7 separate regions of the Mus musculus genome follow, and regions 2, 3, 4, 5, 6 and 7 are each linked to region 1. Evidence: chromatin contacts called from public promoter capture Hi-C data. All regions are on one chromosome and are shown on one strand. Each heading gives the region's core, a stretch centred on a gene start, on an enhancer-like site or on the middle of the called end of the contact. The rest is flanking DNA. Distances are from core to core; before and after follow the strand shown. Region 1 holds the start of Ndufa10 (NADH:ubiquinone oxidoreductase subunit A10). Region 2 holds the start of Scly (selenocysteine lyase). Region 3 holds the start of Septin2 (septin 2). Region 4 holds the start of Farp2 (FERM, RhoGEF and pleckstrin domain protein 2). Region 5 holds the start of Stk25 (serine/threonine kinase 25 (yeast)). Region 6 holds the start of Per2 (period circadian clock 2). Region 7 holds the start of Ilkap (integrin-linked kinase-associated serine/threonine phosphatase 2C).

Region 1 (3,071 bases), core at 265-2,764:
CTTCAATAGGTAAATGGATAAATGGCAGTATAACCAAACTATGGAATTAAAGGGAATGACTAAAAAGGCCATAAAGACACAGTGAGTCTTCCCCCACCCCTGCTGTTTTTGGGGGCTGGATTTGAGACAAGAGTCTTGCTATGTAGCCCTGGCTGGTCTGGAACTCCCTGTATACCAGGCTGTCCGAGAATTCATAGATCTGCCTGTCTCATGTTGGGATTAAAGGTGTGCACCACAACATCTGGCTTAAGAAATATTGTCTAGATTGTGTACGTGTGTGTGTGTGTGTGTGTGTGTGTGTGTTAAAAGAGAAACAAGTACTCTTAACAGCTGTGCAGCCCCACAAATAAATTCTAAGTGTAACTGTCAAAGTCTATGTAAAAAAAGAAAGCACTGTGTCAGGTAATATGTGTGACTGATTACACGAGTCTAGCATAGGCAAAATGACAAAAATCATCAAAAGCACAGTGGCTGTCAGGAGTTGACAGGGTGGGAAATAAATGAATATTAAGGACAATAGATTTTTTTTTTTTTAGGGCTGTGAACTACTCTGTGTGTATTGTAAAGTCCAAAATATAATATTGCTCATTGTGCAAAACAATAAAACTTCACAGCATAAAGAATGAACTCAATGCATGAAAAGCTTAGGGTGGAACGGGGTGTGACTGAACTTCCGACATGTGAATATATGAAACGACTTCACTGAAGAGGGTGATGTGAAGATACAGGGGAAGGAGTGTGGTCTCTGAGGGTCAAGGTCAAGAGTGGATTGTGAATATGCTCTGTGCTCTTGCTGCTGTGCTCCACTGCGATCCTAATAGGCTTAAGCTGACAGTGCTAATTCATAGTGGGGCTTAGGCTGACAGTGCCGATCCAGGCTCACATTCACACACACCTCGTCTCTCTCTGGTTCACATCTATACCTCTTTCACACACAGATCACTCCTGTTCAAAATAAAAATCCTTAGCATGACTGTCAACCCCTTTCCGATTTACCACCTATGTAGTTCTAGCTACTATAAAGCAAAGAAGTTATGATGCCGTCATAAGACGTGTCCTGTTTCCAGCCACGGTCCCCTAAGCACCTACTGTCACCCATTATTCTGCATGCACCCTAAAAGGTCCTAATCCTCCCCAATCTACCCCAAATCTCTGTTGCTGCTCCACATCACGTCACCCCAGAGTCTACAAGGCGTTCCACAAAGCAGTTTCTGAACCGATGAGCATGCGGGCCCAGGCTCCGGAGCTCCGGCATCTCGGCTCTCCGTATGCAGCCGGGAAAGTGAGTCCCGCTGCACCGGTGCTGTGAGCGGAGGCCTCAGGAGCTCGCGGCTCACGGGTCTGACAGACGCCGCCGGAGCGTCAGGGCTCGGAGCCGACAGGCCGAGATCCAAGCAAGGAGAGCCACCCGCCGCTCACCACGCGCTGGGCTCCGGCCGCGAGGCCGCGCGCGGGAGCCGACGCCGGGACGAGTCTCAGCAACCTCAAGGCCATGACTTCGCCGTCTGCGCCGGCTCAAGGACCAGAGGGACATGAACGCGACGGGGTCCTAGCTCGTCCGCGGCGCGCTGCCATGACGTCACCACTGAGTGTTCGCGGCGCCTGTCGAAAAAAGAAAATATTCCGGAACTGGGACGGGGCGGGGCCAGAGGGAAGGGGCGGAGCTTAGGCTTGTCGACGCTCTAGTTGCTTGAGCTTAGATTGTTTGGGCGAGGAGCGCGCCTAGATCCTAGACAAGTTATAGTATGAAAGTGGCAAAGGGCTAGAAGTCCTGCCTGGGCCTTGAGGCTCCCAGCTTTGAGCTCGGGTTCTCGCAGATGCTTGAGTTGTGTGACAAAAGTGTGACCCCCCACTCCCAGGTGTTCTGTGGGGTGAATCCTCTCGCTCCCCAGAATCTGTGCTGTCTCCCTGCTCCACGCCCAAACGTAGACCCACTTTCTGTTTGAGTTCTGTAGGGAGGATCCGCTCCCCGCCCTTCTGGTCGCTGAGGAGAGAGTCCATTCCCCATCTGAGTTCTAGGGGCGTCACATTCTCCCTGCCTAGGTTTCTGAGAGAAGGACCTGTCATCAGCTTGAGCCCTGTGGGGGCAACCAATTCACGACCTAGCAGTTCTGAGCTTTTGTAGTGCTAAGAGCTGAGGTGGCCACAGACCTGGCACCACCATATATCTCCAGTGCAGATCACCCTGCCTCATTTCCACAGCTGCCGACTTTATAGTCACCTCCTGGAAAGCTCTTCAGCTCCAAGAGCCTCTGAGGTGGAAGAGTGCAGTGCGCAGAAGCCAGGAAAGTGCTGATAGGGAGAGGATCCCCAAGACAATGAGGAGTTCTGGGTTGGGTTTGGACCACTTTCCATGTAGTTAACACAAAACCTCCCCCGCATTTCTGGATTTCTAGAAAGTCCTGTATCCTTACAGTACATTGAATACGGGAAGGGGAAACCTCTCCTCATTTCTTTTGAATCCTGATCATTATCTCATTTCCCTACTCCCCTCCAGTGTAATTCAAAAATCACTCAACCCCAAAAGAGAAATTTCCCAAGCACGTATGTTTTACTGAAGAATTTTACTTTATACATAAATATATGATACTAAATATGTACAGTCTCCTCCAGAAAACAGAAGCGATAATGCTTACTATCGCATGTTATGCTGCCATAACTGTCAAAGACAGTACAAAAATGTAAGACCTCCATATATCAGTATCTCAGCAAATTGAATCCAGCAACACATGAAATGAGTGGTGCACCACAAGCAATGGGATGTCATCCTAAAATCAACTGATATAAAAAACAAACTAACCAAAATAATTATGTGTGATCAGATTGCTTGGTTCAGGGAAAGCATTTGACAAAATTCAATATTCATTTAAAATAAAAGAACACATATGCTCCAACAAAGGCTACAGGGTGGCTGCTTCATCTTCATAAAGTATGCCCACAAAATCCTAAAGCTAACATCATATGAATAGAGAAAGAATGGGATAAGAGCACTGACTGCTCTTCCAAAGGTCCTGAGTTCAAATCCCAGCAACCACATGATGGTTTACAACCATCCGTAATGACATCTGACG
Region 2 (3,013 bases), core at 205-2,704, 1.2 Mb before region 1:
TAGGAAGGACCTATGCCAGTGGCTACGCTCACTACGAGGAGCAGGAGAGCTAGGAGCTGCCCCTTGTTGGCACTTGTGGGAAGAGCAGGCTGAATCTGAGGATGCTCAGACGGACCCTCCCTTGCCTTGTCCAAAAGGCCAGTCACACTGGGCTCGGGAGGTTCTAGCAGTTTATAGGGATGCTATGTGAACTTGCAGTGTATGTAAAGTGAGTTAGATGTATGACAGATGGAGCATCATGGATTGGGTTATTACTGAGTTCAATAATCGGGTGGGTTTTGCCAGCTAGAAACATAATAAAATACACGATAAAGGAATAGAAAGCAAATATATTTATTTGAAATTAAATTACCGTCTTTATTAAAGGCACTGCTTATAAATTCATGTCTCTGATTTTACAAAGTGTAATGGGTAAAATTACCATATTCTTTTTCTTATTTCAATCCATACAATGAGAGTCATGTTCAGTTTTTCACTGACTTCATGCTGGGTAATGTTCACTCTGCATTAGCGGTTGCCATGTTCACCGTTTTCTTACAATGTCTATCCAGTGCTTGTTACTGTCTCACTGACAGACAGAAGTCTAGCTGTTTTCATCCACATAATGGCAGGCAGGACTAGTGTTGCTGATGCTTCACCCAGAGAATCTCATTTTACAATAAAGTTAGCATTATACTTGAAAAATAAAAAATAAAACACACGTTCAGAACTCACTTTGTAGACCAGGCTGGCCTCGAACTCACAGAGATTGGCCAGCTTATGCCTCTGGAGGGCTGGGATGAAAGGCCAGTACTACTACTGTCCTGCTTCACGCCTTTCAATTGTTTAAAAAAAGATTTTTATGTGTATGAGTCTGTTTATGCGTCTGTCTGCACTTACATACGAGCACCATGTGCATGCCTAGTGACTATAACCTTCCATAATTTTAACAGCCCTGCTTAGCTCACCTCTGATCTAGATCGCCTCAAAAGTATCAACACATAACTTCCTAATTTCAGGCAATTAAATCATTCGCGAAGGCGGATGTGGGGTATCCTATGTCCAGCGAGCACTAGCCGCCAACCCTTCCAGGCGCTCAGTCTTGGCTGCTGCGGTGCCTCTCATTGCACCGCGCATCCTAACACTTTTACTTCCATGAACTTTGCGGCGACCGGTGAAGTCACTGGTCCTTCTGTCACTAGTGACAGCCCAGGGAGGTGGGCTCCCAGAGCACGGTGCCAGTAGCTGGAGCACCCAGATGACTCGCCATGAGCGGCGCGCGCTTTGCCGATGACCGGTTAGATAGGACCGGCAGCGCGGTGGCCCTACTAAGGTAGTCTCCAGCTCCGTCCCACTGCCACCTGACCCCACATGACCAATCAACCAGTCAGGGGCGGAGGCAGGGCCCGTGCGGCTCACAGATTGGCCAAAGCGCGAAGCGCAGCCAATGCGGATACTCCGGGACCCGAGGCTCCGCCCATTCAGAGACTTCGGGGCGCTCAGGCTTGGGGTGACCTGCCGGCGATCAGGGGGATGGACGCGGCGCGAAATGGCGCGCTGGGCAGTGTGGAGAGCCTACCCGACAGGTGCGCTCCCTTCAAGGAGCCCGCAGGGCCTAGGGACACCTGGGGGACCTCAGTGAGTGTATGGTGAGGCGGGAGGAAGGGACACGCAGAAGCGTCCGGCCACAGGAACCGGGAGAGAACAGGCTACCGCCCAAGCTGAGGGCAGAAGGGGGCCCACGGGTGACAACTGTGCCGAGTGTGGCCACATCATCCTCCCGCGTTTCGGGCTTCTTCCCAGGGAATGGGCTCTTCCTGGAGGTTGGAACTGGCAGCCGAATCGCGATTATCTGCGTTTTACAAGAATCGCCGCTGCTTAGAGTCTAGGATGGCGTGGCTGTGGGACGGGGGGGAACGGGGGGGGGGGACGGGACTTTGGGGCCCATTTGACCACCCGAAGGTTTAAAGTGGGCTTTGGGGCGGGAACCCTAGGAGCACCAGGACAGTGGGGGAGACCTGCCTTCTCTTGCTGTCCACTGGGCTGTGGGACCTCCTCCCCTGGCGCGCAAGGAACCGGAGGTCCTGGCTCAGCCTTCTCCCACCCAGGAATGTGTTATACCAGAAGCCCCCTCTCCATCCCCATCTCATTTTTTTCTTCTTTCTCTTTTCTCTTTTACCCCCGGTCCCTCCTCCACCTCAGCCCCATAAGGCCTCGATATGTAGTCCAGGCTACTCCTGCCTTCTCCGATATGGTGGAACTTGCCTATAATCCCAACACTGAGGACAGGAGGATTGTGATTTGGAGGCCAGCTTGGATCACACAGTGAGAACCTGTCTCATAAAGGCCTAAGCCTGGTGGCTTGAGCCTATACCAGACGTTTATTAAGCAGTTTCACTTTCTCTAGGAAGCCCGCTAATAACAGAGTCAATCGCTGATAAAATGCAAACCATAAACCAGTTCGGCCAAGCTATAGATGGGAAAACCAGTCACTTGGCAGGCCTATGGGTGTGCAGCACTTTGGGGGCTCTTTATTTCTAGGAAGGAACAGACTTGGGACACAGGCAAAGCCTGCGGCAATGGGAATTCCAGCCCCAGGGTGGTCAGGTAGGTCCACATTACAAAGCCCAGCCTTGCAAGATCAGGTGACTGCGTGGCACTTAAAGCAAAGATAGGAGATGAAAGCTTCTTCCTGCCTGTTCTGCCGTGCTCCCCTGGACATAGTTGGGCAGTGTGTGCTGGCTCACCACTGCATCGGCTTGAACACTGGTTTGATGTAAAACCAAGTGAAATAATGACTGTTTTCAGGCCCGATTGCCTACCATAGAGATTTCCGAAGGTCTGGGACCCTGGTGAGAACACAAGCAGATAACTCTCCTTAGGGAGGGTCTCTGGGGCTTTGAACTCTGTGTCCTGTGGATGAAGTTCCTACATAGGAAGACAAAGCCTGCTTGTTCCTGGAGCTGCTCATCACTTGCTCCCTAGAGAGGACACTAAGCATGTGACTCTTGGGTCAGATGATGAATGGGTCCAC
Region 3 (2,949 bases), core at 421-2,920, 1.0 Mb after region 1:
GAAAAGATATGCTCCATTATCTCTAAGTTTAAAGATGTCATAATAGGTTAAGAGTTGTTTTGAATCCATAAGTAGTAATTCACTTAAAAACAAAACAAAAGCCCAAAGCCCCTTTTAGAGCTACATTAAATGACTGCTTTTAAGTATCCCCATAGCTAACATAATTAACAAATTTAGCCTATGGGTACTTTAAATCTTCAAAACGTAAGCTTAAGCAATAGGTTTCACCCAGTGTTTTCCTATTCACACCCGATTCCATAATAGAAATTTAGCTTGTAGCTACTACTAGCTTCAAACAAAATTTTGTGACTGGTTTAACTGGGCTTCAGAAAGTTACTAAGAAAGTGGCTCTTTAAATGGACACCAACAAATATGTGAAGTCATTGTTTGAGAGCTTAAGGTGACTAGCAAAACCCAAAGCTGAAGGGCGAGCCAAGTTGTAAGTGAAGATTATAACCCTCCAATTTTCCCCATGCTTTATCCTTGTCTGTAAAGATAATAAAACCCAAGACAGTCTCCTTTGGTTCAGTTATATCGTATGCAAACACATGCCCAGTCGACCCTCCAATCTTCTAATTCAGACAGGATATGCAGTGTAGCCTCGAGCACTGGGATACTTTACTCAAAGTAATAACGCACAAAAAAACCACTCCCTCACAACAAGGCATGTGTCAGAACAGTTCGGAATACCGACACTGTGCATATCACCCACTAGGGTTGCGCGATTGCTGTTTCTTCTCTGGGGAGGTACTCTAGGGTGTTTTCCTATAGAAAGGCCTTGGTGAAAGGCCTAAGGTAGGAGTTTACGATCGCTGACCAGCCAGGGGACCTCCTGCGATTGAAGGGAAGGACAACCCGAGCCAGGCCGCAGCCCAGTACTGCACCTTCCCAGCCAGCTTCAAGCCGGTCGCAGAGAGCAGGGCATGCCGCAGATCTCTCCGCCCGCCCCAGTCTGAAAGAGGGTAGGGGGCCGTGCCGGCTCCGCCCTCCCCCGCGGGGCATGGGCTCACGACCACACAGGAAGGCCACGTCCCCAGGGACAGGCACCACTCTATGGTGTGCATGGGGGGGGGGAGACCCACGTGACCAGCACGTAGCCAATCCCGGGACGACAGCCCGCCATAGAGACGGCCGCAGAGGCGGCTAGAGATGCCCGCCGGCAAGTCACAAGCGCCCGCCTATCCCGGCTCGGTGTTCCTAGCTCGGTGCTGCCGCCATCTTCCAGGAGGAAAGGATAGAGGCAAAGGGCTCCCTCCCCTTCACTGCTCCGCACTCACGCTGCCACCTGCCCGCCCCCGGTCGTCTCTCGCTCTCAATGGACACCTTATTCCTCCTTAGTAAATATCCTTCCCACAACTCTAGTTTCCCATAAAGCGGAGAATCTCGTTACCTGCTCCTCTTTTATTAGCGTGAGGAATCCAAGCTCATAAGGTAGGAACTGTGGCGAAACAGGAACAAGACGCCATCTTGGTAAAGGAGAAGAGGCTACGCTTGACCTCCCCCCGCCCCCAGCCTCTATATGGCCAACCGCCGTGGGAGGGGCACAGCGCCTGCGCAGAGGCGGACGGCAGGATCGCGTCCACGCTTGCGCTCTGCATGCAACCGCGGAGGAGGGGACTACTCGGGGCCCAGGAAGGAGTTGGCAAGGGGCGGGACGGCGCGATGACGCCATCTGTTCGCGCGCGCTCTACTGGGCGGGGCAGGTCCGTGCTCTCGCCTGACGAGCGTTCTCCGGCGTGTGAGCGGGTAAGTGTGTGGCAATGTGTACCCACTGTCGCGCGGGCTCGAGTTGAGCTGGCTGTCCTGAGAAAGGGCTAGAGTTCTGCCCTCGCCCGGGCCGCCTAGGCGGTGATAACGGGTACGGAAGTGAGCGCGTGGGGGAGGGGCGGCCGCACCCTTAGTCCGGGGCTCCAGCGATGGATGCCTGGCTGGCGTCGTCCCTTCGAGGACAACTGGACGGGCGGCCCCCATCTGGGTGATCCTGCTGGCCAGGTCCAGGGCATTGGGGCGGGCGTGGCTGGGCCCAGTGAAGTTATGGCGCACAGTCCAAATACTATGTGGTGGAGAGTCGGGCGTTAGGTTCACATCTACGAAGCACTTGCGGGGCCATCTTCCCACGTAACGGTGCCATTTCGTCCTAGGGATGAAAAGGACTAGTCACCCTGGGATGTTAATGAAGTTCCCCAATTTAAGGCAGTGACAGGAGCGTTATGGAGTGGTTTGTCTGCTGTGGCCTTCCCCGAGGTAGTGCGACGCTAGACAAAGGGCTGCAGCCCTGTAAGTGACACGGGAAAGGGAGCATGGAGTGGAGGCCTTTGACTGAGAAGCCATGAAGTCTAACTCTGAAGCGGACCGCAGGCCCAGACCACGCCTGGCCCTTTTGTATCTTCCGGCCTCATTTGTTAGTGGCGCCTTGCCTTGTCCTGTACTACGTTTCCAGACTTTCAACACATAGAACTTCTAGTTCAGACCGTTGTGGTCTCTATGGCTGGTTTTAACCCAGTTTACTCCTCGTGTCTGGAGCGCAGTTAATCTCGAACATTCTCTGTCTAATGTTTATCTGTTGTGTAGTTCCTGTTCGCTGCTTGTTATTAGTTAGGACTCTCACTGGATTCGATATCCTTTAGACGGTTTAAGTGTTTCTCTGGCGTCAAATATTGGGGTCCCTACTGTCTATCAAGGGATTTAAGTTTTAGGTTTTCAACCGGGCGTGGTGGCGCACGCCTTTAATCCCAGCACTTGGGAGGCAGAGGCAGATGGATTTCTGAGTTCGAGGCCAGACTGGTCTACAAAGTGAGTTCCAGGACAGCCAGGGCTATACAGAGAAACCCTGTCTAGAAAAAAAACTTAGGTTTTTTGTTTTTTTTTTTTTTTCCTTAGTAGTGAAAATTGTTTTAGTATCTTAGATACATTTTTAAAATCCGTCTTGTTAACATAAGGAAAAACAGG
Region 4 (3,159 bases), core at 151-2,650, 1.0 Mb after region 1:
ACCACCCAGTACTATCGGAGTCTTTCTCATCCTCTTGCTCTCTAAGCAGCGTACTGACACTAGGAAATGAGGCTCCTGCTCTCTAAATCACTAGGTTGCTCATGTCAAACCTCATTCTTGCCTTGTCCAGTCCAGCTCCTTTTCTTTTTTTTTTTTTTTTTGGTTTTTCAAGACAGGGTTTCTCTGTATAGCCCTGGCTGTCCTGGAACTCACTTTGTAGACCAGGCTGGCCTCCAACTCAGAAATCCGCCTGCCTCTGCCTCCCAAGTGCTGGGATTAAAGGCGTGCGACACCACCCGGCCCAGTTCCTTTTCTTAATGATGGACATCACAGTCAGTGGCTATGGCAGTGGCTGGTTACAAATAAGGGATAGCCAAGGTGGTGGAGGAAGTTGGGAAGCCTACTAAAATTGCAGACCCAGTCAGCCTGAGCTTCTAGGTTGCCTTGGAGAAGCAGAGAGCCCCCCCACCCACCCACCCTCCAGTGGGCTGAGGCCCTCCCTGCTTATCTTAAGGACTTATTGCCAAAGGCTAGAGTTCTATATGAATCGCTTGGGGGCCTGTGTGGATTTATTTAGCCTAGACTGGTTCAAAGGGCTGGCTCCCTGCAGGCCCATTCGCTTAACCAATGGAAGAAGAAAGTGAGTTTGCTGCAAGTCTGAAGTGGAAGGACCAGAATCCAGTCTCACCATTTTTCATTTCCAGAAAGCCTCAAATCCAGAAAGGAACCGCGAGGGCTTCGAGGACTCTTAGCGTAGCCTGCACCTCAAAAGCGTCCCTTTAGGAACAGCTGGTGCCTAAAGACCACGGTTCCACTATTCCCTGGTTGGGCACCACGGATGGAAGGTAGGAAAGAGCCTAGTAGTCAGGGAGGCCTGAATGCCAGAATAGTCCCGCGAGCTTGAAGTCCAAGGCCCCACCCAGAATCGGGGCTGCCCTGCTTGCCAAAGCCAGGCTGTAGGCTGAGACCCGCCCCTGTGCCAAAAGTCCCGCCCAGGGCCACCCGCATTCCAGAGTCCAGGTCTGGGGTAGTCCTCCCGTTGTTCCAAAGCTGCGTCCAAGATAGAATCCTCCCGTCGCCTTGTCAAAGCGAAGACTAAGACGGAGAACTCGCGGGTTTCCTAAGTCCCACCCAGCACAGAGTCCTCAGGTCCTAAAGCCCCTCCCAGGGCCGAGGACACGCACAGCCCGCCGAAGCCCTGTTGCACCCGCGGAGAAGCTGCACAGCTTTGCTTCTGACTTTATGGGGCTCCCTCGCCCCGCCCTGTCCCATGTGATCACCAATCAGAGCTAGGTGCTGCGCTCGCAGGCGCCGGTCGGGAGGACCCGCCCGCAGGCCAATCGGTGGTGCGTCCGCGGGGGGGCGGGGCTGCGGCGGACGCGCGGCGGGGGCGGGGAAGCAGCTAGCTGTCGGGATCGGGCGGCGCGGGCGCAGGACGTGGAGGAGGCCTGGCTGGCGGCGGCGCAGGCCGGTGTGGCACGGTGAGGACGCGGCGGCCGTGGGCGGGGGAGGGGAGCGAGCCGCGCAGGGGCGCTGGGTTGGGCATGGGCTTCCTTCGTTGGCCGGACCTCAGCGGAACCCGAGCCGGACCAGGCCTGAGGCTGGCCGTCCACCAGAGAAAGTCCACGCCCGGCTCTGAGGCCTTCGTGAGGCGCGCCAGAGTCCGCGTTTGACAACACACGTCTGTGGACGGCCTGTCGGTGGAGGGCGAAGGGAGGGAGAGTCTCGGGTCCAGTCTGGATGTCCGCTGAGGACTGGCTGGAGAGTTGCTTTTGTAGATGGGCAGTCTGGGGAGGGCTGAGAGCTGCAGAGTTCCAAGGAGCCAGGCTGTCAGCAGAGTACTGAGGACAGGAACAGCACACGTGGAGACCAGCTGTCGAGGAAGGGGGGTGATCAGAGTCTCAGCATCTCTCGTGGACACTGAGTGTCCCGTGATGGGTTAAGGGCCACAAGAATGTCCTGCTGAAGACCGCCCCCACCCCCAGGCCAGTGCTCTACAAAGCACCTTGGGAAGCAGCACCCGGAGCCACAAATGAAAGCCCAGAAGGGCATTCTTTTTTCTTCTCGGCCTTTCCTTCAGAACTGAGACTCGGATATTCTTACTCTGCTAAGATCTAGAAACAGTACTGGCCCACTGCCTTTTACTCATCCGAGATTATAAGCACCTTTGCCATTTACACACGTGGCAGTGATTTCTTAAACTCTTTCATGTCCCAGTAATGGTGATGAAAAATTGAAATGAAAACAAGGCATTCGTGAAGGAAATAATGTCGATACACCGTGCTGAGAAAGAATGGAGAGCCTTAAGATTCCGGACAGAATCTTTAAAGGGGTGGCCTTTCTCCCTAGCTTTGTTCTGTTTCCATGAGGTGTTTTTGACTGGGCCACTGTGAAAATATTTGGTAATTAGTGGGTAGCACCGAATTAGAGTCGGTCTTGTGGAGACGGCATTATGATCAGCAGCACAGATTCTCACAGTGTTAGCAAGATGGAAAGGTCATTTGAAATGGGGAGGTATGAAGTAACCTTTACTTGTAGGCCAAATAAAAGTTTTGTGAGTTTCGGGACGTGGGAAGGCATTTGTGAAGCGCTTTGTGGCTGTTTCGTTGTCAGTTCTAAAGTTTTCATATATCCCTGTCCCCCACCGTTTTTTGTTGAGACAGTTTCCATAGCCCGGGCTGGCCTCCAACCCGTCATCCTCCTTTGTCAGCCACCTGAGGGCTGAGTGTAGGTGGAGCACAGGGGTGCGCCATGGCTTCCTATGCATAGCCCCGTTTTAAATAAAGCACGGGAAGACCTTGCCCGGTGGGGTTGTGGATGACTCTCTGGGATACCGCAACCATGTAAACCTCTGCTTCTCCGGTGTCCTTGCCCTGCCACATTGTAGAGATGGTGATTATCGAGTTAGGTTCCTTCCTACAGATTCCTTTACAGAGAGGACTCAGGTGTATCTCTCATTTGCCCCGCCTCAGGTTCCTCATCCATAGAGTGGGTTTAGAATGTATTTACCTCAGACGCTTGTTGCCATGACTAAGAATCAGTTTTTCAAAGCCGCTAAGATGCCCTGCATCCAGTAAGTACTTCATTAACTGTTACTGACAAGTGAAAGGGCGACCTGAGTCAGTGGCAGCGCAGGCTAGCCCTGGGTATTTGTAAGAA
Region 5 (3,016 bases), core at 190-2,689, 1.2 Mb after region 1:
AAAGGGTGTTTTCTCTTTGAGAAAGGTCCCCTAGCCATCATTACTGTACTCCTTCGCAATTCATAGCTCCAATTTGTCATCCTGGGACCTTCATAAGCTAAGCTTAAGTCTCTTAAAAATAAACTAGAGGCAGATTTTTTTTCTCTCTCTCTTAGTATGTTATATAATTAGAGGCGAAATGTCAAAATGTATTAAAAATGTGTTAGCTTAATTCAGCATCAGTTAGCAAGCTCGGGATCCCATCTGTGACAGCTGGGCCAAAAGCCCTCCCCAACAGCTGTGAGTAGTCTTCCAGGCTGGTTTGGTTTCCTCCAAGGAGCCCTGCCTCCAATTCCTGCCCACAAGCAGCGGACGGACATGCTTCCTGTCTACACAACCAGTTCTCAAGGATGCAGGGAGAAGGGGGGTCAGGGTGGGGTGGGGTGAGCGGCTGCACTGTCCTCAGGAACTGATTCCTTCACTGTGCAACTGTCAAGCCTAAGCCTATCTAAACCAAGCCCTTAAAACGCAAATCCCACAGCTAAAGCCAGAGGAAAATCAGCCGCCAAGGCAGCTCATTCCACTTCACTAGCTGTCTGTCATATTGCTCTGAAATAACAACACCACAAATAAAATAAAGGCGAGAAAGGGGGTCCAGAGAGCAAACCACCGAACCCTCTGACCCTACGCAGCCCTCATCTCCTGTGCGGTCCCGTGTCGGGGTTCCATCCCGTTAGCCAAGGAAGGTGGAGTCCATCTTCTGGGAAGGTGCTCCGAGCCTGGGTCAAGCAGGTTGTGCCCAGGGCAGGTTCCTGCACCTGCCCCCAGCAGCTCCCGAGCAGAAGCGCTCGCCCCGCAGACGTTCCCTGGGGCTCACGTCTTCCGCAGGCGCTGGCTCGGCACAGGCCAGAGTTCCAACGGCCCCAAGACGCGCCCCGAGGCAGACGGCCTCCGCCCCTCTCCCGCCTCAAGTGGACAAATCCGCTCCACAGCGAACCACGGACTCGGGGCACGCCGACGCCCACACTCACCTGGTGCGCGAAGCCCCGGAGGTGAGCCATGTCCCCGCTGACGTGACCAGTCCGTCGCAGCCGCTCCGCCCGCTCGCCTCAAGCACCTGCGAGAAACCGCAGGCCGCTCGGTCAACAGTGGCCAGGGGGACCCGTTCCGTGGCGTCCCTCCACCCGCGACCTCCGGTCCCGCGCCCAGGGCCCCCGACCCGCCCTCAGGGCGTGCCCGGCCTCCCCAACATTCAGGCGAGGCCCGCTGGCAGCGCCCACCTCCGGGCGGCTCCATCTCGGACTCCGGGCCCGCTTCGCAGTCCCCACGGCGGCTCACACCGCAATTCGGTCTCCCGGAACGCCCAGGCCTCCCAGCCCGTGAGGTGGAGGCAGCGGCTCTGAGCAGGGCGTCGTGGCGAGCGCGAAGCTCTGTGGGACTAGGAGTCCCGCAGCCCGCCCCGTACCCCGGGCACGCAAAATTGAGACTACAAGTCCCAGCAGGCTGCGCGGTAGGATGAGGTGTTACGCAAGTGCTCCGGGGCCCTGATGGCGACAGACTACAAGTCCCAGGAGAACTTGCGGTGGGCGGTCAGTGGAGAGGCACAAATGCGCCACAGATTGGATCCGAACCTTGAGATATGCCCGAGCTGGGCTGCCCCTCCTGTCAGGCCGCGCGGTGACGGGTGCAGCGCGTGCGCAGTTGCCTTGACGTTTTCTAGGCTTTTTTTTCTCTTTTTTTTTCAGCCCTCCTCTCATTTTCCCAGTTCTGTTTGCCAAGCTTCTGAGACCCATACTGTGTGCCTGGAGTGCGAACCCACATTACCCTCATATCCTGGTGCTCCAGCTTTAACCGCAGTGTGACCTTCTTGTCTGCGCTTAGCAACACACACACACAAGGAGTACGCCCACGCGCGCCCTTAGAAAAGTCGCCCATTGTTGGACAAGTGCTTCTCTCCTGCCTCAGTTTCCCTATCTGAAAAGGTTTAATCGTAGGTCCCCAGGACATGACCTGGCGCTGGGAAGAGTTGTGTGGTCCAGCGGGGATTTCCAAAGGTTGGAAGATGCCTTTCATCCTGTGAATTCAGTATGAGTGACTAGTCAGCAATGTCCACTTCTATGCAGTCTCCTAGTGTTCCACGGGAGGGAGATTTGGCTCCATACTGTGTCCATTCCTATGACGGCTCAGTGCAAACCACCATAATGTCCCTACTCCCCAACTCATAAAGGCTTGTTGTTTCTGTTCTCTGGTGGATTTTCTTCCTGGGCACCATCCTGGAACCTTAAACCTTGCATGCAAGACCTTGCATCAGATTCTTTAACCGCCAAATTTTACTACATGTTGATTAGGTTTTCTTTGCTGTGTTTTTCCCCAGAAGAAAATAGACTTCCAGCAAACAGCCCTGCCCTGGATCCTGAAGCACCTTGGTTTCCTCCCCTCCCCCGCCCCAAGGCATCAACAATAGGGGCAAATATTTTTATTGCCCCTGAAAAAGATCATCTGTAGGATGGCCTTCAGCCTACCTATCCCTCCTATAGAAAAGTCTGAAATTAGGCAAGGCCAACTCTATTAAGACTTATTTATGTACATATATGTGTATGTTAAATGTGAACAGGAACCTACTGAGATCTGAAAAGGCCTGGATCTGGAGTTGCAGAGGGTCATATGCTGAATGGCATGGGTGCTAGAACTAAATTCTGGTCCTCTGGAAGAGCAACAAGAATTCTTAATGATTGAGGAATCTCTGTAGGCCTTTATTTTTGATTTTTAAGACAGGACCTCATTCTGTAGCCTAGGCTGGCTTAAAACTCTCTATGTGGCCCTTTTTGGCCTCAAATTCACAGCAGTTCTGCCTCTGCCTCTGCCTCTGCCTCTGCCTCTGCCTCTGCCTCTGCCTCTGCCTCTGCCTCTGCCTCTGCCTCTGCCTCTGCCTCTGCCTCTGCCTCTGCCTCTGCCTCTGCCTCTGCCTCTGCCTCTGCCTCTGCCTCCCAAATGCTGGGGTTATCCATATGAACCATCAGACTTCATGTGAAAAGCC
Region 6 (2,943 bases), core at 34-2,533, 1.0 Mb before region 1:
ACGTACACAAAGTGGTGCTTTCCATATCTTAAAACACACACACACACACACACAAAACCGACTTTTTTAAATTAAAGCCTTGAGGCAGACAGACTCTGGTTATCAGACGAATCCGACCTAGACTCCAGAGACTAAGACAGAGTGGACATGCTTCCCTTCAGGTTTGCACCTCTGGTAAGCATGTGGACCAAGGAGGAGAAACAGATCCTGAGACTGCCAGGCCTGGTTTTTACAGTGGTACAGCTTGCCAGCCTGTGGCTGTGCCTCTTCAAGCTAGGGGTTACCCTGGATGATTTCCAGGGAGCCTTCTGGCTCCCTTGTTCCGTATGAATCAGCTTTCCAAACTGGTTCCTTGTGTATACGTTACAGAAACCCTGGCAACCAGGGTTCTTGCAGAAGAAGCAGGCCACCGCCCACCTCTTGGTCCATGTCTGTGCTTGGCAGCCAAGGTATGTCTCAAAGGATGACGATGTGACTGCTCCAGCTTAAGAGTGGACCTCTCCCCCCTCTCCTGACATACTCCCAGTCCATCTGGAGACAGGAAATACTGGCGTGGAGGATGCCACGGAAATCAAAGTGGGTGGACAAAGTGGTCTCCCTGACATAGGGGCGGGGAGGGGCAGGTGTGGCTTGGCACTGGGTATTTCTCTGTTTAACCCCTTTCCCACCGCTGGGAGTCAGTGCCTACCAGTGGTCCTTCCCCCAGGGCCAGACTTGACTCTCTGAACTCATAGCAGGAAGCCAGCTCCTTAGGGGACCCTCTGGACCCATCCTAGGAACAGTTTGCACTGACCCTGGCTTCCTTGGACAGCACCATGGGAGTCGGCGTGCTCAGTCTGGTGTCGTGATCACTCAATGTCTCTGTGTCCTCGGACAAGATGCCTAACTAATCTCTCCGACCTCAGTGCCTAACCTGAGAAATGGGGACAGCAGTGTGAACCTGGAAAAGGGTCACCGCGCAGTTCCATCTACATTCTGCCGAGTTGCAGCCGTTTGCACAGTCGGCAACTCCTGGCTCAGGACCCCAGCTCCAGCTGTCCGAGCCGCCGGTTACGTAAGACGACCACGGCCGTCCAGGTCCGCGCCACCGCCCAGCACCGCGCCACCGCCCAGCGCCGCGCCACTCACCGCTTCGCCGCGTCAACCCGCGCGTCTGTCCCTTGCTCGGCCCGTCACTTGGTGCGCTCGGCCTGCGCCGCAGCCGCCCGGAGCCGCTAGTCCCAGTAGCGCCGCTGCCGCCGCGTCGCCCTCCGCTGTCACATAGTGGAAAACGTGACCGCGCGCGCTGAGCCCGCCCCTGCGCGCGCCATTGGTCGGAGTGCCACCTCATTTGCATACTGGCGGGGCGGAACCTGAGAGCTACGCTCATCAATTGGTGGAGACGCCCGTCGCTCTCTTTACATAAGACGCACATGGAACTCCATGTTCGCCGCCCGGGTTCCTCAATGAAGATGCTGCGCGCTCTTGCGCCCCCCCGCGCCCGGGCGAGTAGGCTCGTCCACTTCCGGCCTGCGGGACTTCCATTCACCTGGCACGGCGGTGGCCCGCTCGTGCAGCCCCGGAGTGGCGCGTACCACTGCGGCGCGGGGGAATGGTGCTTGGCCGCTGCGCAACTCACAGCCGGCAGAGACCAGGGCCACCGGCCTATCACCTGCGACGACGTGACCAGCCTCGGTAATCCGAAGGACCGAGAATGCTCTCTGCTGACACCTTTCGCTCATCCAGCCCAGTTCATTCATTTCCCCTCTCATTCATTCATGGCGAGACGCTTGAGGGCAAATAGGACGGCCCCTCTGGATCTGCTGCTGAGCACCTTCCCAGGACAGGCTGGGTGACCCTAGGACAGGCCCCCCAGGCTGACCGTCATTCCAGATGGGCCAAAGCACAAAACTCCCACTTAGCCTTTCTTGTTTCTGAAACTGCGTGTTGCTAGTTAGTGTTGATTCAGGAAATAAGGTCATAATTGCCGTGCAGAGATACAAAGGAAAGAAGTGATTTCTTCCTGCCCTCAATCACATAGGGAGAGAAGACTGACGTTCTACAGGGAAGCTTAACCAAATGCGGTGGTGTAGTTTATTAACCTTACAGGAACTATGGAAGCGGGGTGTGCATCTGGAACAGCAGGGCTTTTCTGAAGTGGAAGCTACAGACACTAGCTAGTCAGGGGAGGGTACTCCTCCAGTGATAGGACAGCCCTGCCCCTGTGGAACCTTGGTTGAAGCTATTTGGTTCTTTCAAGAGCACTGTCTGGAAGCCTACTAAAGCGTTCAGGCTCCTGTCCAAAGGGTCAAAGGAGGGAGTAGAAGTTTCCTCGGAGCGGGTTTGAGGCTGACAGAGAACAACCTAAAGACTCATGCAAGGTGTGATGGAGAAGGCAAGCTTGTCACGTCTTCCAAGGGTAAAAAGGTCATTTGTCATTGCCAGGGAACTTGAAGCCTAGTAGCATCCACTACTCTGAATCTTCCCCTGGGGTGTCCTAGGAACCAGGAATGGAAAGGAGGCAAACATTAGCAACAGAAGTCTGCTAACAAACTGAGCTGCTGGTGTACACAGCCGGCTAACCCACATTCAAGAATTCCGTGTGGGAGCTACTTCTTTCTGTCTGCCTGGCAGGACAGGCATGCAATTCCTCAGATGCAGATGGGGGCAGAGACTAAGTTCATTTCAGCAGCCCTTTCCAAAGAAGCCCTGGGAAGCCAGATGTTGACTCACACTGCAGGGGGCAGGGCAGCACCTCTGGTTCCTCTGACACTGACACCTCACCACACTCCCCAACACACACAAACACTGAGCAGAGCTGGGCCAAGCTGCACCCTGCACACACCCAAAGGGCCTTTTGTTTCCTCGCTTACATTGACGGCAATGGTGGCTACATTGTTCTGGAAACAAGAGTACACAGCTCATCCACCTGGCAGAGTCTCCTTCATGCTCAGCTTTTTCTTG
Region 7 (2,939 bases), core at 128-2,627, 1.1 Mb before region 1:
GTTTATTTCAGATTACTCAATATGTTTGGGGGGGAGAGGGGGAGAGAGGGAGGGAGGGAAGGGGCATGGGGAACGCATGTATCTGCTAAGTCCCAAGTTGAGTTTAAGGTTTTAGGTCATGTCAAGAGAGCCTTGACCACGGAGAAGACCCAAAATAACTTTGGATAAAAAGCAATAGGGACTACTAATGATGACAGATTTCTAGGCACATCTGGCAATCCAAACTCTGGTCCGAGCACATTCAGACACAGGTTATACTCCAGTGACAGATGCAAGGCTGCCTGTATGAGGCCAGCTTTACTCACAACTGTAACGGTGGTTATCTTCAAAAAGCATGGCTGAATCAAACTCAGTCTCAAGGCCTAGTTACTTAGAAGCTTCTGTACCATCAGAGTGGTTGGTGGGGGTACGTAACGGTGCCACTACCAGGAACAACTGCAAAAAGAGGACACTACAAAGCATCTCAGGAGTCTGGAGGTGCGCAGGTTAAAAACCAAAGCACAGGTGTGAAGAGGACAGGTCAATACCTTCTCATAACCCCAAGCTCCAGCATTCTTCCATGCTAGCCCGTCCCGCTCTGCCAAGCTGGAGATCTGAGCCCTCCCACTTTTGAACATTGTTTCCTTGCCTAGAATCTCTGGAAACCATCAGCCGAAGCCCTCGCTAAAGGCCGCCTCCTTCCCAGGTCTTTCTCACTAGTCTTCGGGTACCGTTACTCCGGACGCTTGGCGTTTCCCACGGTTTTTAACCTATGCCTCTGCGATCAGAACTGAACTCTCTGAAGGCAAAGGCTGGGTCCTCTTCACCTTCCTATTCCGTGCCAAAGACCTTCCCAAAACGTGGGCTGCAGACGCCACCCCCCATCCCCGGCCTCGGTTATCTAGCCGTAGCGCCCTGCATTGGCTGTGCAGGCGCCCCGCACCAAGGGGCTGGAAGTCGGAAACTTGTTAAGTTCTCGGGGTTTCCAGGACGCAAACAGGCCCGGGACCAGGACATTCCGCTGGGAGTCTTGCTGTAGCCAAATTAAAGCCAGAGTGCCCCGACCCTTCGGCGCGGGACTTCGTGCGTGTGCCACGCGAGGCCTGGACAGGGACCGCGCGGTCGCTGCGGCCTCGGGAGCCACAGGCCGAGACTGAGGCGGCGGTGGCGCGAAGATGGCGGAGGCAGCGCATCCCGGCGCCGCCCTTTTCCCCCGCGCCGCTTACCGGCAGATGGCCGCGGCGCGCGCTCGGGCTCCGGCAGGTCCCCGAAGAGGTCCATGGCGGCGGGGCAGTGGAGCGGAGGCTCCGCGCTACCCTGGGCGGCGGCGGCGGCGGCGGCGCCGTCACTCACCGCGGGAGACCCTGCCAATCGCGCGCCGCCCAGCCGCCGCCCCAGAGTGCTACGCGCGGGGGCGGGGCGGGGGTGGGCTGCGCAAGCGCACGGGCGCTCTTGGCCTGGGCATTAGGTCCCGTGATAAATTGTTATGGCGTTTCCCCGGAAAGAAGGGAGGAGTGGCGCCGAGCCTGACATCCAGACAGGCTTTTGGCCGGAGAGGCGGGTCTGCACCTGTCCACTGTTCCCTGTGTGACCGAGCAGGCAAAGCACCTTCTGACCGCCCGGGAGCAGGATGGCGCCCAGCGGGGTCTCAGCTGTCCCACTGGGATAGAGACCAGAAAAAAACACCATCACTGGCCAAGCCACAAAAGTGACAAACATCCCTCATCTCAGCCACCAAATTTATGACGCTTTACCAATTACAAAGTTGTGTTGTGTATTTTCCCTGGTCTCAGAAAAGAGCCACTCATGGAATTAATTCCTCTTCCTACCATACAATCCACAAAGACTTCACTTCCTTAAAGGTACCCAAATTTATTGACTACACACCCCAATCCTACCAGCCCTTTCCAACACCACCTTACCTGTTTTTTTTGTTTGTTGTTGTTTTTGGTTTTTTTGCCAGTGTTGTGTGGACTTCTTGGTGCAGTAGGTAACAAGTCATTGCTTCCTTGCAAATGTAGACCAGATATTCTCTAGCTGCAATAGGTGGATCCACCCAGCTGACCTCCAAGCCACTGTTTGAAGTTTTTACTGCACTCAGACAGAACTGTCTCTTCCTTGACAGATGTAGGATTTTGAAATAACAGCACTTTGTCTTTTGTCCATATATCTCATACACTTCTCAGCCCATCCCAACTTGATATCACTATGTTTTTAAAGCAGCTCTTGCTAAGTGTCTTAGGGTTTCCATTGCTGTGAACAGACTCCATGACCTAGGAAACTCTTATAAAAGACAACAATTGGGGCTAGCTTACAGGTTTAGAGATACAGTCCTTTATCATCATGGCAGGAAGCATGGCAGCATTCAAGTAGGCACGGCGTTGGAGGACCTGAGAGTTCTACATTTTCATCCAAAGGAAGCCAGGAGCAGACTTTCCTCAGGCAGGTAGGAGGAGGGTCTTGAAGCCCACCCCTAAAGTGACACACTTCCACCAATTAGATCACACCTCTTCCAACAAGGCCACACCTCCTAATAGTGCCACTCTGAGGGCCAAGCATATTCAAATCACCACACTAAACTTGATTTCCCACTCCTGCAAATAGACTCGTCGGCCACCATTCCACATGAATTCTGGCAGTGTTTGCCATGTGGCCTGTCTTTCCCTCATATGTATGGACATCTCTAATCATTACTCCATCTCTACCTGGTTTACAGCTCAACTTCTGGCTGCTAAATAAAATCTTTTGTGGAGACAAGAACTTGCTCAGTAGGCCAGGCTGGACTTGAACTCACAATGCCTCTACCTCCCCAGTGCTAGGACTATATATAAATCTCTGTCACCACCCCTGGCAATTGGAATTCTGACCTGACCCTAAGTTCTCTTCTGTTCTCTTTCCCTTCATAATCTCCATGCACACCAGGCTTGAACTGCTGCACCTTTGGACATGACTCGTTAATT

Evidence for each region. Promoter capture Hi-C pulls out the DNA fragments that hold promoters and counts their contacts.
Region 2: a promoter capture Hi-C map of pre-B cells shows a contact between it and region 1, with 4 times the contacts expected there. The contact joins the promoter of Scly here to the promoter of Ndufa10 in region 1. A contact is called at or near these places in 4 of 39 promoter capture datasets (hippocampal neurons, liver and pre-B cells), 1 of 484 Hi-C or Micro-C datasets (CD4 T cells), 1 of 115 datasets of contacts at active chromatin or transcription factors (thymic regulatory T cells) and 1 of 9 other capture datasets (liver).
Region 3: a promoter capture Hi-C map of pre-B cells shows a contact between it and region 1, with 3 times the contacts expected there. The contact joins the promoter of Septin2 here to the promoter of Ndufa10 in region 1. A contact is called at or near these places in 4 of 39 promoter capture datasets (hippocampal neurons, liver, neutrophils and 1 more), 1 of 484 Hi-C or Micro-C datasets (uterus) and 1 of 9 other capture datasets (liver).
Region 4: a contact with region 1 is called in a promoter capture Hi-C map of neural stem cells. The contact joins the promoter of Farp2 here to the promoter of Ndufa10 in region 1. A contact is called at or near these places in 2 of 39 promoter capture datasets (neural stem cells and neutrophils) and 1 of 115 datasets of contacts at active chromatin or transcription factors (thymic regulatory T cells).
Region 5: a contact with region 1 is called in a promoter capture Hi-C map of pre-B cells. The contact joins the promoter of Stk25 here to the promoter of Ndufa10 in region 1. A contact is called at or near these places in 2 of 39 promoter capture datasets (cranial neural crest and pre-B cells), 1 of 484 Hi-C or Micro-C datasets (muscle stem cells) and 1 of 9 other capture datasets (adipose tissue).
Region 6: a promoter capture Hi-C map of pre-B cells shows a contact between it and region 1, with 7 times the contacts expected there. The contact joins the promoter of Per2 here to the promoter of Ndufa10 in region 1. A contact is called at or near these places in 21 of 39 promoter capture datasets (the 3T3-L1 cell line, 3T3-L1-derived adipocytes, the C10 cell line and 12 more), 2 of 484 Hi-C or Micro-C datasets (the P5424 cell line and cortical neurons), 11 of 115 datasets of contacts at active chromatin or transcription factors (Th17 cells, astrocytes, embryonic forebrain and 8 more) and 2 of 9 other capture datasets (adipose tissue and liver).
Region 7: a contact with region 1 is called in a promoter capture Hi-C map of embryonic stem cells, with 3 times the contacts expected there. The contact joins the promoter of Ilkap here to the promoter of Ndufa10 in region 1. A contact is called at or near these places in 12 of 39 promoter capture datasets (the 3T3-L1 cell line, 3T3-L1-derived adipocytes, cranial neural crest and 8 more), 2 of 484 Hi-C or Micro-C datasets (CD4 T cells and regulatory T cells), 4 of 115 datasets of contacts at active chromatin or transcription factors (embryonic stem cells, regulatory T cells and thymic regulatory T cells) and 2 of 9 other capture datasets (adipose tissue and liver).

What each region holds. Positions count from the first base shown.
Region 1 is chr1:92,472,244-92,475,314 of GRCm38.p6, forward strand. Ndufa10 (NADH:ubiquinone oxidoreductase subunit A10) reads right to left here and starts at 1,515. Exons shown (of 10, transcript NM_024197.1): 1 at 1,420-1,515. The coding sequence starts at 1,494.
Region 2 is chr1:91,296,884-91,299,896 of GRCm38.p6, forward strand. Scly (selenocysteine lyase) reads left to right here and starts at 1,455. Exons shown (of 12, transcript NM_016717.3): 1 at 1,455-1,565. The coding sequence starts at 1,513. It also overlaps the pseudogene Gm7785.
Region 3 is chr1:93,477,323-93,480,271 of GRCm38.p6, forward strand. Septin2 (septin 2) reads left to right here and starts at 1,671. Exons shown (of 13, transcript NM_010891.2): 1 at 1,671-1,746. It also overlaps a transcript of Hdlbp not described here.
Region 4 is chr1:93,510,704-93,513,862 of GRCm38.p6, forward strand. Farp2 (FERM, RhoGEF and pleckstrin domain protein 2) reads left to right here and starts at 1,401. Exons shown (of 27, transcript NM_145519.2): 1 at 1,401-1,481.
Region 5 is chr1:93,634,288-93,637,303 of GRCm38.p6, forward strand. It overlaps Stk25 (serine/threonine kinase 25 (yeast)), which reads right to left and starts at 1,440. Exons shown (of 12, transcript NM_021537.3): 1 at 1,260-1,440; 2 at 1,011-1,096. The coding sequence starts at 1,040.
Region 6 is chr1:91,458,045-91,460,987 of GRCm38.p6, forward strand. It overlaps Per2 (period circadian clock 2), which reads right to left and starts at 1,284. Exons shown (of 23, transcript NM_011066.3): 1 at 1,129-1,284.
Region 7 is chr1:91,397,446-91,400,384 of GRCm38.p6, forward strand. Ilkap (integrin-linked kinase-associated serine/threonine phosphatase 2C) reads right to left here and starts at 1,378. Exons shown (of 12, transcript NM_023343.3): 1 at 1,206-1,378. The coding sequence starts at 1,260.